2 separate regions of the Mus musculus genome follow, and region 2 is linked to region 1. A link is a contact called in public Hi-C data. All regions are on one chromosome and are shown on one strand. Each heading gives the region's core, a stretch centred on a gene start, on an enhancer-like site or on the middle of the called end of the contact. The rest is flanking DNA. Distances are from core to core; before and after follow the strand shown. Region 1 overlaps Zmat4 (zinc finger, matrin type 4). Region 2 has its middle 120 kb from the start of Gm51564.

Evidence for each region. Hi-C and Micro-C count contacts between places; a contact is called where the count stands out from the background.
Region 2: a Hi-C map of cerebellum shows a contact between it and region 1, with 1.5 times the contacts expected there. The contact joins two enhancer-like sites. A contact is called at or near these places in 2 of 39 promoter capture datasets (the C10 cell line and hippocampal neurons), 2 of 484 Hi-C or Micro-C datasets (cerebellar granule neurons and cerebellum) and 1 of 9 other capture datasets (embryonic stem cells).

What each region holds. Positions count from the first base shown.
Region 1 is chr8:23,725,557-23,732,070 of GRCm38.p6, reverse strand. The region is part of intron 1 of Zmat4 (zinc finger, matrin type 4); the gene reads right to left. Among named protein-coding and RNA genes, the nearest start is that of Zmat4, 59 kb to the right of the region's middle. Within about 2 kb of position 3,445, at least 2 of the 459 cell types and tissues checked have an H3K27ac peak or open chromatin away from gene starts, as enhancers often do. A contact at or near this core is called in cerebellum, where this site is marked.
Region 2 is chr8:24,163,678-24,170,191 of GRCm38.p6, reverse strand. No RefSeq gene overlaps it. Among named protein-coding and RNA genes, the nearest start is that of Gm51564, 120 kb to the right of the region's middle. Within about 2 kb of position 2,396, at least 1 of the 459 cell types and tissues checked has an H3K27ac peak or open chromatin away from gene starts, as enhancers often do. A contact at or near this core is called in cerebellum, where this site is marked.

The sequences.
Region 1 (6,514 bases), core at 2,196-4,695:
GCTTTCTGTAGTTCCATGAAATGAATGCGCTTCATCCTGACAGTCCTGGAAGGCAGTTGTGAAGGCCCTGAAAAGCTACCTCACGCATCCAGTTAAAGCGCAATATGAACCCACAGAATTATCACGAAGTAGTCAAAGATTCAAACCCAAGTCTGCCATCTTCAAATCCAAAATCATACCACACCAGTGACATCACATTATTACTGGGGCTTTTGGTTCAAGGTTCTCCTAGGACTTATTAAAATATTCCCATTATCTTCCTTCCCACTTACCAAAAGACAGAATCACAACTCTGATCGCCTTCATATCTAAGAGCCAGGAAGGGCAAAACCAGCCATAGCTGCAGCCACCGGCCTGCCTGTCCCACCTCCTGCCTTGGTTACCATGCCTCCTTTCAGGCTACAACAAAAGTAGTTCTTCAAAACTAGCTTCACCTGCCAGGGTCATAAAGGGAGCTCAAAAGCAATTAGGTTCTTTTAATCACTTAATTCCACTTTAAATCTCTTCAGGAAGAAAGCAATAATTACAGATCTGTGATCTGACTGGTCCTTGGCTGGTCTTCAATCAACTGCATTCCTTCAAGGTATTATAAAACACTTTTAAAACAGCCTCCTCATGATTGTATCCCTGAATTTCAAGTCCTTGACAGAGGGGCAAGGCCAGGATGGAGTTTGGTTTCCTTCATCTCCCTTATGCATGGAGCAGAACTGTCCTGGTGTCACCCAATGCTATGACCTGGATCAAAATTCTAAAGCACTACCAAGCTAGTGACCGTGTAGCACCCAGCCCCATATCAAAGGTCCCAGACACACAACTCAGCACTGCATGGGTCAGACACCCAGCTGCTGTACCTTGTGTTCAGCTCTGTCTGAAGTGTCATTTGTATGCTGGGAATGAGATGAACTAGGAAGAGGCTGAGGGAAAGACATAGGAAATATTGTTTCCTCTGGAAACAGCGAACTGATGAAGAACATGGCTTCTTCTCCACCTGTTGAACTAATCCCTCCTGATCTCTTCCCAAAACAGCAACACTGAGTCCTGTTTCCAACTTCTATCTCCATGTGCTTAGCACTCCTCCAACCTTCTACGCACACAGTAGGGATTCGACTATGTGTTAAACACCAGATGGATGTGAGCTCCCAAGCACCACACCTAAGATTATGCCTTCTCCTCTGCCAGGAGGATCTGTACCTTCAAGTCATAAGTGTGTTCTGCCAATAGGAAAGGCTCAAACCATGCCCACCTCAAGAGAAACCAGTGAAATCAAAAGTACTTGGCTGAGTCCGGGGTTAACTGAGTTCTGGATGGTTGGGACAACTTGGGGACATGGAAAAGTAGAGCCAGCAGGGTTGTGCCCATGCTTTTAGGATCTGTTCATAACATCTTCTCCTCTGCATGGTGGTGAACATCCAGAACATCCAGAACTGGAAATGCATCCGTTCAGCAAAAGCCCAGCCAAAAAACCCTGGGTGTTTTCATTAGCCCAGCCAAGGAACTCTAAAAAGCGCTTACATATTCCACGATGGACCAAGACTTGGAGAGCAGAAAAGAAGCCTATTTTGTTTTCTATATGGACAAAGCTAAATGAAGCAATAGCTCACTGTGCATAGCATCCAGTGTTATGCATTACTGGATAAAGGATGCTGAGGAAGCTGGTTAGATGTTATTTCTGATGATTCCAGATGTTAGGATTTACCCATATAGACTGAGCAAAAACAACTTTCATCACCAACGTAGGTAGGCTTCATCCAATCTGCTGGAGATAGATCTTTCTCTCCTTGAGCTGAGACGTTCATCTTCCCCTGCCGTGGGAACTTATCTGTATGTAAATATATTGAGGGGAGGGCATTTACAAGCTTTTTCCCTTCTTTTATGTGGATCAGCAGAAGAAACTGAGGTCTAAAAATAATGAAGTGACTTCTAGGGAGTTTGCTAAGCATGGTAGTTTGAGTGAGATGTCTCCCATAGTCTTAGGCGCCACTTGTATCCTTGGTCCCCAAATGGATGGTGATGTTGGAGGAGTCTTAGGAAGTACAGTATCACGGGGCAGTATATCATGTTGAGAGTTCGGAGATTTGCATAATTTCAGGTTGACCCTCCAGGTTTCCTGCTTGCAGTTGAGGACATGAGCTCTCATCTTCTACTGCCACCATGCCTGACTACTACCACGCTTCCTGGCCATGACCATGAGGGGCTCTAATCTTTCTAGAACTGTGAGCCAAAAATAAACTCTTCCTTCTAGATGTCTCTACAGTCAGGGTGTTTTATCACAGCAGTACAAAGGTAATAACCACAGCATGCATGAAGCCGGGATTTCAATCTCCAGACCTAGAGGAGAGGATTTCCCTAATGCTGCATGGCCTGAGGCAGAGGCAGGGGAACAACTTGGGCACCGATGCAATGCAATGCATATTGCAATGCAAGGTGCCTCCAGAATGGAAGGTTTACCTCAAGCCCCTCAACTTCACTGACTATGCATAATCAACAAGTAAAAAGCATGAGAGTGACTGAGCTCTCTGACTGTTGGGAGACGCAATCCCAGTTCGCATGATTGCAGGGGCAGAGTGGGCCTCTGCACTAAATACTCACCAGCAATAAAAATCCCCACTTGAAAGCCTTTACAGCCTCACCTTCCAATTATCTCAGTGCCCCGATTTCCAAGTGACTGAGATCTCTAAGAGAAACGTGTGCATGCCTTGGGTCTGCTCCCAGATCAATACCGCCAAACAGCTCCAAAAAGCAAATTCTAAATGCATCTTCATTATTATTTTTCAAAAGCTTTGTTTCCTCCTGAGGAAAACACTCTCATTTTAAGACTTGACAGCCTGTAGATCACCCAAGGAAAAGGACAAAAAGTTAAAAGTTATTAATGGGCATCTCTAGGCAATTAAGAAAAAACATGCCTTCCTCAGGTCCCCGGTCCTGTCGGATGCTGCAGGCCAGTTGATGGCGTTTCTGTTTCTGAAAGATAATGTGGCCTTCCGTGCAGTTGCTAAAATGGTCCATCAACCAGCAGGTTGTGGCAGCCTCCTGAAAAGCATAGCAATATCCTGTGATTCCAGCGATGGCAAGATACTTGATTAAGTTTACACAAGTTAGTTCTCACGTACAGAGCCCCAAGAGACAACTGGGGGAACATGGGAAAATCTGTGTTCACTGTCCCAAGGCACTATAAAAGCCTGTCAGGAAATGGTTTAAACTCACGAGCTAAGTGCATTTGCTGGTTAAATAAATAAATAGATAAATAAATAGCAAACCGGTAACTCTTGGAAGAGGCAGTGAGAGTCCAAGAGAGTCCAAATGCCTTTGACAGACAAAGCCAAGCATCAATTAGGACCTGCCCCAAATGTCCAGAGAAGAACCAGCCAGCAGACAGATGGGCTCTGAGCAGGAAGCAGGACTCTTTGTCTAAGAACCTTGAAATTCCTAGATTTGGACTCCAGCCTTTTGCAGGGAACAACTCACAGAGAACAACTCCACAAGAGCTGTCCTGAGGCATGAGGAGAATGTGCAGCCAGATCTGTCAACGTTTCACTAAACGGTCTGCAGAGCAGCCAACCTTGGAGAGCCACTATTTGTGAACCTTGGTCTAGATGGGCTCCCTAAATAACACTCATTTTTCTTTCCTCAAAGTCTTTAAAACTTCTCCCTTCTGCCCCATCTCTCCCACCCTTGTGCCCTGCTTTCCTATGCAATCTGCCCTCTGCCTGGAGGAAGACTGGTGGTGTGGTTTCCACGCTCCTTCCTGGATGCCCTAGAAGATACCTGGAGATGGTGGAGATGGCTTTACTGAATGTAAGGATACAGACAAGGCTGTGGCACGCTCTGTCCATCCTGGCTGTGGAGTCTGTAATTAACGCTCTGGGTGTTTGATAGCCTGCTCTATGCAGAGTAATTAAAACCACCGCATTGCTTCTTTTTGCAATTCCTCTGATAAATGGTATAAACTAGCAGCATGCTGGAGCTGTGAGGTTCCACCTCGCTGTCCCATGGCTTCCCCTGCCTCAGCAGCCTTCCATTTGGAGGAAGGTGGAGATAGGGACTGCACTGCAGAAAGGAGAGGGTAGGCAGGAAGGACACACCCTAGACTCTGGCAAGAAAGAGTTGGAGGAAGAGCACAGTACAGGGCTCTAGCAGTTTCCCCTCCACTTGTTTGGGACAGGAGGCCCAGAGGGGCTCAGAGGGGCTTTTATCCGAAATTCCACAAGTGTAACTTCACACTATCCTCTGTCCTTAAAGGGCACCCCACCCTCCCAAGTCCTATGATACAGAAGTAGGAACAATCCAGTCCCCATGGACAACACAGCTTTTCTAATTTTCAGCATCTCTAACTGTAAAATGGGTAGCCACTCTGACTTTCTCTGTTCATCACACGGGGGCGTCTGGGAAATTAAACTGCCTTGTGTCTAGGACAAAGCTCTCCCAGCTGCAAAGGCTGTAGGTTCTTGGGTTATCTATGCCTCCTTGAGACTGAGACAGAATAGGGAAAGAACAAGTCAGCGTGTTCCCAAAGCCACTTGGCCCTGAAATTAAAGCAAGGGGCAGGGAGGAAAGACTGAAAAGGGAGGACATGGGAGGACAAAGGTGCTTCAGGGAAAGTCTCAGTCCTCCTCCTGCCATACAAGGTGCTCCTGCCAGCCTCAGGCAGTCCGCTGACAATGCATAACTCCACGCAGATGAAATGCCCTTCCCTAACAGCTTGCATCCTTTCTGGAATTCAGTTGTGAGGGAAACGAAAATGGAATATAGAAGTCACCTCTGCTCTGGGCGGTCTCCCTGGCCCCACCTCTATGTAGATCCCTAACTGCATCCAGGATGCATGGTTGAATCTACATCCATCATGCCAGTGTCTACAGGGCTTTGACAAGAAAACCGAAAACCAGCCCTATTAAACCTTCCAAAAGTGCTGACCTACCTGCAGATTATGTGGGATCATTCCCAAAGCACACATGATGTGGCCTCTAATTTTAAGCCAAGAACCATTTTTCAACAATGTAACCATGAATTTCTTTTTTTCCCCCAAAGGGCAAGAGAAACTCCATGATTCAATGTATCTTTCTCTCTCCCCTTCCATTGGCCAGTTAAGGAAAAGATGTTGCTCCAGTGGAGGAAAATGAAATCTATATGACTCCACTAACTAGGAAGCGAGGTTTCTGATAACAAAAAGGAACTCTTGGAAGTAAATAAATCGACCTCCAAGCTGCACTGGACCACAAGAGCATAATCCTGAGGCCGTGGGTGTAGCTCCAAAGTGCAGAACTATACTAATGTAGTCTAGTTGCATATATTGTATATATAATGTAGTTTAGTTGTACATACTATATATATGATATAGTATAGTTGTATATACTGTGGATATATATATGTATGTATGTATATATATATATATATATATATATATATATATATATATATATATATAAAATGTAGTATAATTGTATAGTAGTATAGTCCTTGGCCTTAACGGCTACCAATCAGGAAAGGAGTGGGTCTGCTCTGGCTAGCTTTATGTCAACATGACACAAACTAGAGCCATCTGAGAGGAGGGAAACCCAATTGAGAAAATGCTTCCATTAAGCTTCAGCCCTAAGGCATTTTCTTAATTACTGATTGATGGAGGAGAGCTCAGCCCATTTTGGATAGCACTATCCCTGGGCTGGTAGTCCTAGGTTTGATATTAGCAAGCCATGTTGAATAAGCCAGTAAAGGGCACCCCTCCACAGCCTCTGCATCAGTTCCTGCCTCCAGGTTCCTGCCCTGCTTAGTCCCTGTCCTGGCTTTCTTCCATAACGGACTGTGATGTAGAAGTGTAAGCTCTACAAACCCTTTGCATCCCAAGATGTTTTTGGTTGTGGTGTTTTATCATAGCAATCAATGGTAACACTAACTAAGGCAGAGGAAGGGGGACTCAAAGTATTATGTCATCCCCTCTCACACCATTTGTCCCACTCTGGCCACAGAGTCCACACCTGAGTATGGTCACCTGTCAGATGTCTTGAGGATGGCCAGAAAAATGTTCATTGAGCCCTAGCAGCACCACCACAAACAGAAGTCATTCTGTGTTGTTTGCACAAATCGGAATGAATCTCCTAAAGAAAACCCATGTGGTGAGCCTGCAGGAAAGACGCTCTTGGGACACACACTTAGGTGTCAGCATTGATTATGACCTTTGTTAGTTACATAACTCAGAAAGTCATTTAATCCCTGAACCTCACTCAACTTGCCTATAAAGTGGTCCATGAAAGCACTGTTTTCATGGTGGTAACATTGTTGTGAGAATATGAAGTGCCTCGTCCTTCTTAGTACTCAATAAAGACCCAATAAAAGATCGTCAGTATCCTTGATGTTGCCGATGACTACAGCTGTATGATTCTCATCTATTCTGTCCGCCATTTCCCAAGCCTCTTCCCTGCTGATCCTGGTCCCATAAATGTGGGGTGTCAGCACCTCCGTCACTGCAGCTGTTCCTGGGGAACCTGCCTCAGAAACACCTCAGCCTCCAGTGCCAAGAAGA
Region 2 (6,514 bases), core at 1,147-3,646, 440 kb before region 1:
AGGGAGTTTGCTGCTCTTGCAGAGACTGTTCCCAGAGCCCACACCAGGTGGCCCTCAGTTGCCTGTCACTGCAGCTCCAGGGGATCTGACAGCCTCCACTGCACTCTCCTGCCACTCATATACACATGCATGTACATAAATAAATCTTTAAAAGGCTCCTCGCTGTTCTCCCCACCAACCTCTCATGCTCACGTGCTCCGGTGCCACATTATCACTTCAGGAATGTCATGCTGACAAACTGCCCTGTCCTGAATATTCTCCTAGTCACAAATCCATAGGTCAACCCGAATCACCAATACGACAACGTACAGAGGGCAGTACTATTACACAGGAGAAAGCCTCACTGAAGGAAGTCTCGTGGGATTTGCCAACCTCTTCCCAATGAGGCTGCAGCAAGAAGCTGTCGTTTACCAAGCGCAGAGAAGGCCTCGCCATGTGCTGAGCTGCTGGTCCCTGTTTAGACTTCTACTCTGAAAATGTCCGATTACAGTCCCCCAACCACCTCCCAAGACTGGCTTTGTCACTTAGCATAATTCAGTGCAGCCTCAAAACATGGCAGATAGCAATGGTTTATTACTTCTCACTGTTGAGTGTTATCTTAAGACAGGGATGGCCACAGTCTGTTTAACCAGCCACCCTTTGAAAACACTGTGTCATTCCAGTGTATAGCTATACTGAGTAGAAGTGTCATGCAGGCTCCTAGATAGAGTTCTCCTTGTGTGCAGCTGTGCCTGTGCTCCACTGCTTTTTTTGCCTTGTAATTGTGTATCTACTGTTCTCGTACATGCTTACATTGTTGCTCTGCATGGCTGCAATGTTTTCAGACTCCTCTCAGGATATGAGAGACCCAGTATCTCTGTATTATTGTCTATCTTTGATGTTATTTCTGCATTGTATTTTCATCTATGCTCATAAAAAAAAAGTGGTGTAGTTCATTCCTGTGAGTACCATCTTACACCAACATACACAGTACCCATTTCCATGCTACCACTCCTGTAGATTTGTCCCAGTGTTAAATGCCTCTTTCATGATCCTCCATTTTGTCTTCCAAATGAAAACTCCAGTTCTGTGTTGCTTTCACCACTTTTGGTGGATTTAGAATTCACTGAATCATGTTATTTTTTTTATCATAATTCCTTTCTGTAATGGGGGTGAAGGCCAAGGAAAAACTAATCTCTTATAAGTCATTTCACCATAACCAGAGAGAAACCTAGGAAAAGCTAGTCTCTTTGATTTGTCCTGTCTTCTGCCCGAGTCCCAGGTATAACAGAAGGGTGAGTGACTTGGAATCCCCTAAGTATAAATTATCTAGAATCCTCCACAGGCATGTAGGTAGGTCTGTCCACTGCCTGAGGCCTGGGCCTTTCCTGGAGATGTGCAGAAGGAAGTGGAACCACCTGCTCACTGTCTAGGAACGTGATTTCAGATGAAGGTGCAGACACAGGGAAACCCCCTCACTTCAACCTTCCCAGCCAACACAAAGAGAATGGCGGGCTGTGGCATGAAGTTGAATCCTGATGGGCATAAGGGGGCACTTTCTGAGACTTCTAGAAAGGTGTCAGGAGACTGTATATGGATGGATCCAACCCACAGGGTAAGTTTGCTGCCCCTCACCCCAGACTCCCACTTGGCTACCAGGCCAGCCCTGGACAGGAAATCAGGTATAGGGGCCATAGGTGAAAACCTGAAATTGTGAGGGTTCTTCTTGATTCTTCATTTCAGCAGATTGAGAGACACCTGGAAGATAGGTCAGGCCCACTTCTACTGTGTCTGTGGGTGTTTCTAGAGAGGGTCAAATAAGGGAAGAGAGCCCAGCCTGAATGTGATTGGTACTGTCCCTAGCCTGGAAACTCAGATGGAATGAGAAGAAGGAGACTGCCCGGGGCTTCAGCATCCTCTGTCTGCCTCCTTCCACCATTTGGATTGAAATATCCATAGCTAAAGTCAAAACAATCTCTCTTTCAACTTCCAGTTTCTATGTCTGCCAGCTAAGATTTGCTTAACACGGCAATAGAACACTATTGGCCAACACGTTCTTTCCTATCTCCCCACGCTCTCCGTGTCCCACCAGCAGCCAGAGGGCAGAGTCTTTAGTTACAGCCACCTCTGTCCATGTTGCTGCAGTGATTAATGAATGGCCACCGAGGCTGCCCCTGTTCTGCTGCTGTGAGCTGCTCCAGTTCCACTTTCTCTACAACTATTGTCATCGTCTTTAATGAGGATACCAGCGTCTGTGGAATGGAAATCTCTAACTGGAATCACACGGTAGAACAACAAAAGCAAGCCATAGCTGACTTGTTCTTAATGCCAGTAAAGTCGAGAGATACCAGGAGTCTACCCCTCTAATCCGGTCATCTCGAAGGCAAGCCAACTGAAGATCCAGATGGCCAGTTTGTTAGCAGAGTGCCAGGACTACAGTTCCAACCCAGACCCCTCCTCCATCTGAGCCTATGGCTGCTGTTAATACCATGATAGCTGTGCAGAAAGGGTTCAATGTGTTTATTTGGGGGGAGTGTGATGATGTCAACAGGCACTGTGGGAAGGGTCCATAAGCAGCCACCTTAGTTTACAGAAACATCAAATGCCAGGAGCAGGCAAATGACTGTACATCAAAGTTACTGAGATGGTCTTCATAAGATTATAAGCAGAGCTACAGAAGACCTATGCTTCTAGCCTGTGGGACACACAGTAAGTGATCCATAGCAGGGGAGACCGGGGAGGTATCACCACTCAGGCTAAAGAACTGTGGACTCCAGCAGAGAGGGACATGCATTTCTCAAAGTTCATTTCTAGGACCTAGCACAACTCTTGGTGTATAGTGAACTCTCACTAAAGACAATATTCCATCTAATCTAGAATAGCATTTTTTTCCTAAGAAAGTTGTTGGAATGTGTGACATTACAAAGAAAGACAAATACTGCTAACAAATCATGAGAGATTTAGAGATACCAAATATGAACAAAAAGAGTCATCTAGAATCAGAGAACTACTATACTAGCAGTGAAGGGGACGTTGTGAATAGACCATGTAGGGTCAGGGTTCTGTGACCACTACTGACTGTATGAATAGTCCTACTCAAATCTCTTTACTTTTTTCTTTTCTTTTTTTTTTTTTTGTCTCTCTTTGGGGATACTTTTTTTCATTTTTGTTCTTTAAGAATTTCATACAAGCATGAATGAAATATACTCATATCCACCCCAACCTTCAGTTTTCCCTATAACCCTGCAATGTGTCTGCCTCTCAACTTCATTTTTTTCTTCTTCTACTTCTCCTCCTCCTTCTCCTTCTCCCCTCCCCTCACACTCTCCTCCTCTTCTTCTTCCTCCTCCTCCTCTCCTCCTGACTAAGACCAACTAGTACTAACCATATGTACATGAATATAGGACCACCTTTTAAATTTTATTGTTTTGAAAATAGAAAAGGAAATAATAAACTCCATCTCAAAATGTATGTCTGGGGCTTGGGAGATGATTTGAGGATTTAAAGTGCTTCCTGTTCTTGCAGAGGGCAAATCTTTAAATTTTTTTCTGATTAGAATATATCATCCATGTTAAAGAACTTTGTATAGTTTAAACTGTAACATTGTGATGTTTGGAAACTATAGGTTGTCTATTGTACCTTAAACGATAGAAGCAATTCAGATTGGTAGTGCTATTAGCAAAGGCTACTCATGGTCAGGTATCCCAAGTGTGGGCTCAGAGCATACTGCTGGAGAAAATTACTAGCTCCAGTGGCATGCTAAGGTTCAGACAGGAATGTTAGGTACCTGAAGGATCCACCAATAAAGGATAGAAGTTTTTACAGAACTTTGCCATTGCTTGGAGCACATTTGGGAAGTACCTGTCTTGTAATTGGTGAACTCTGAGTGCTCTAAACTTGCAAGAGGGGACAAAAATCTGACACAGAGTTTTTCTTTTGCCATTGCAGTGTTGGAGAAAGAGCATGCTAAGCAAGGATCCTACCACTGAGCCATGACCAGTCTTCCCAGCTGACGTTTAAAGAGTGCTCTACTGGTGCATGTCAGTCGAGAGGTTTTGTTTCAATTACGTTGGCATCCCAGCTAATTGAAGCTCCGAGAAAAAGAATGCTCCCAAATTTCCAAAAGCTTGCAAACCTTTGGTGATCCCTGGTTTTATCTTTGTTTGTTTTTGCTTATATTTATTTTGTGGGAAGGTACACAGGCTCGTTAAAGTGCACATGTGGAGATTGAGAGAGAACTTGAGGGAATCGTTCTCTCTGCACCATGTGGGTTCTGGCTCTTGACCTCTCAAGCTGTCAAGCTTGGCAGCCAGACCCCTTACCTGCTGAGCCTCCTCACTGGCTCTGATATTCAGATTTCTATGAGATACGTTTCAAGAAGTTCACGGTATCTTTGGACTCATAGTGTAGCTGAGGATGACCTTGAACTCCCAATTCTCCTGCCTCCACCTCCCAAGAGCTGAGAACAGAAATGTATGCCAACACATCCAGCTCTATTTGGGTGAAAAACCATTACCACACCCAAGAAGTCATATGCTCTAATACTGAAGAACATGAAACAATTGAAAATTAGGAAAGATTTTCATTTAATTTTTCCTGCATTATGATTTGGATTTTGCAAATGAAAAAAAATCATAAAACCTTAGTAAATAAAAGTTTCTTTTAAAAGTTTAATATTGAACTCTACTCGACGTGCTTATTGGCAGCAATCTCTTTGTTCCCTCCTGTGCTAAACACGTATTTAAGAAATACGAGATTGGTGATTGGTGATCCAGTCTCTCTGGGGTCCCCTGTCTTTCCTTGGCTCAGATGAGAATGGAGCCTCCATCCCTGTAATGTGGCTTTTGGGGAAGCTTCCTGCATATGCTACACAAGAAGGCTGAATAAACAGCTGAAAATGTGGATTTCTCCAGAGTCTATTTTCCTTTTCTGGAAGTTATCCCTCAGGCCGCATCTGGCTCTTGCAACAAACCAACCAACAAAACAAGCAAAACAACAACAAAATAGCCCCTTGGACCTGGCATCCAAGGCTTAAGCACTGACCTTCTATTTACCTGCTACTTGGGACCAGGGGAGCAATAGCTATTTTTGTCCTGGGATCTCAACCAAAAAAAAAAATATATATATACATATATATATTTTTTTTTCAAGACAGGAATTCTCTGTGCCATCCAGGCTGGCCTCCAACTCAGAGATCTGCCTGCTTTTGCCTCTCAAATGCTGGCATTAAAGGGATGTGCCACCATGCCAGCTAGAACCACGGGTCTTTGTATTCTAATAAATCATCCCTTCCCAAAGGACAATCTAGAGCAGATTCTGTCCTTCAATTAACTACTAGAGGGCTATGAAAATGTATGTTCTTCTTTCTTTCACTGCTGCTTCGCCTTTGTTTGCCAAGAACCAGCCTCAGCTTGGAGAGGGGTTCCAAGAGAAGAGGTTCTGAGAGCAGGGAAACAAATGCCTCAAAGTCAAATCATGGGTTACAAGATGATAGCTTATGTTCTGCTTGAGACAACTTTCCAGATTGCGCTCTCTCTCTCTCTCTCTCTCTCTCTCTCTCTCTCTCTCTCTCTCTCTCTCTCTCTTTCTGTGTGTGTGTGTTTGTGTGTGTGTGTTCTGATCAAGACAGCTTTCTCTTGCTATTCTAAAAAGTCTCTGGATAGCTTTTGATCTCTTGCAGATCAAAACCCAAGATTTTTATTTACATATTAGTTCAGTCTTTGCCTCAGGTTCCCTTTTGATAATCCCATGAACCAGAATCCCATGACTCTACCCCCTTGAGTCTTAGAAAGAGGCAGCAAGCACAAGTACAGACAATAAGATATCTAGGTGGTACCCTGCCTGACATTTCCATTTCTACCATGCCCAGGTCTGGACCCAGCTCCCTCTGTCCCAGGTTGACCTTGGTCGTAGGAATCTACTTTGTAAGCATAAACAACAACAACAAAATAGCTGGATGGGACCTTGCCTTTTGATCACCACTCTCTAAATCTCTCTATCTTCTTCCTTAGTATCTTTCCAACCAGCTGGCTCATAGTACAGCTGCCTCTGCTCTTTTACATCTGTGAAGCTCCTTATACAGTTCATATTGCACCCTCATCTTTTGCATAGTTGAGAAATTATACATTTTGAACTCATGTTTTCAGCATTCTTTCCCACAGCCTTAATTAAGGGCTGTCCTGAAGGTCACAGTATTCTACCATTTTGCTGAGACATTGACATTCCCTTGCTTCCCAGATCCATGCTGTCTCTGACTATCGCAGTCATGAACCTTGGCCTCGACGGAGGCCCTTGAAAATATGAACACTATTATACAAACAGGCTTGTGCTTACAGCAGCTATCAACACTCATGGAGGTCTACACCCTGCTGGCTCTGTTTCAGTGTGAGAACCACACCATTCCATCTATCCCTTACACATGGCCAAGCAAGATGTGGCATTTGTTGTCTCCATTTCCTGGTCTGTAAAACTAGTGTGCACTGATGGCCTCACCATGACCTTTGGAATGCATTCAACATTTTGCTTATATCCTTAT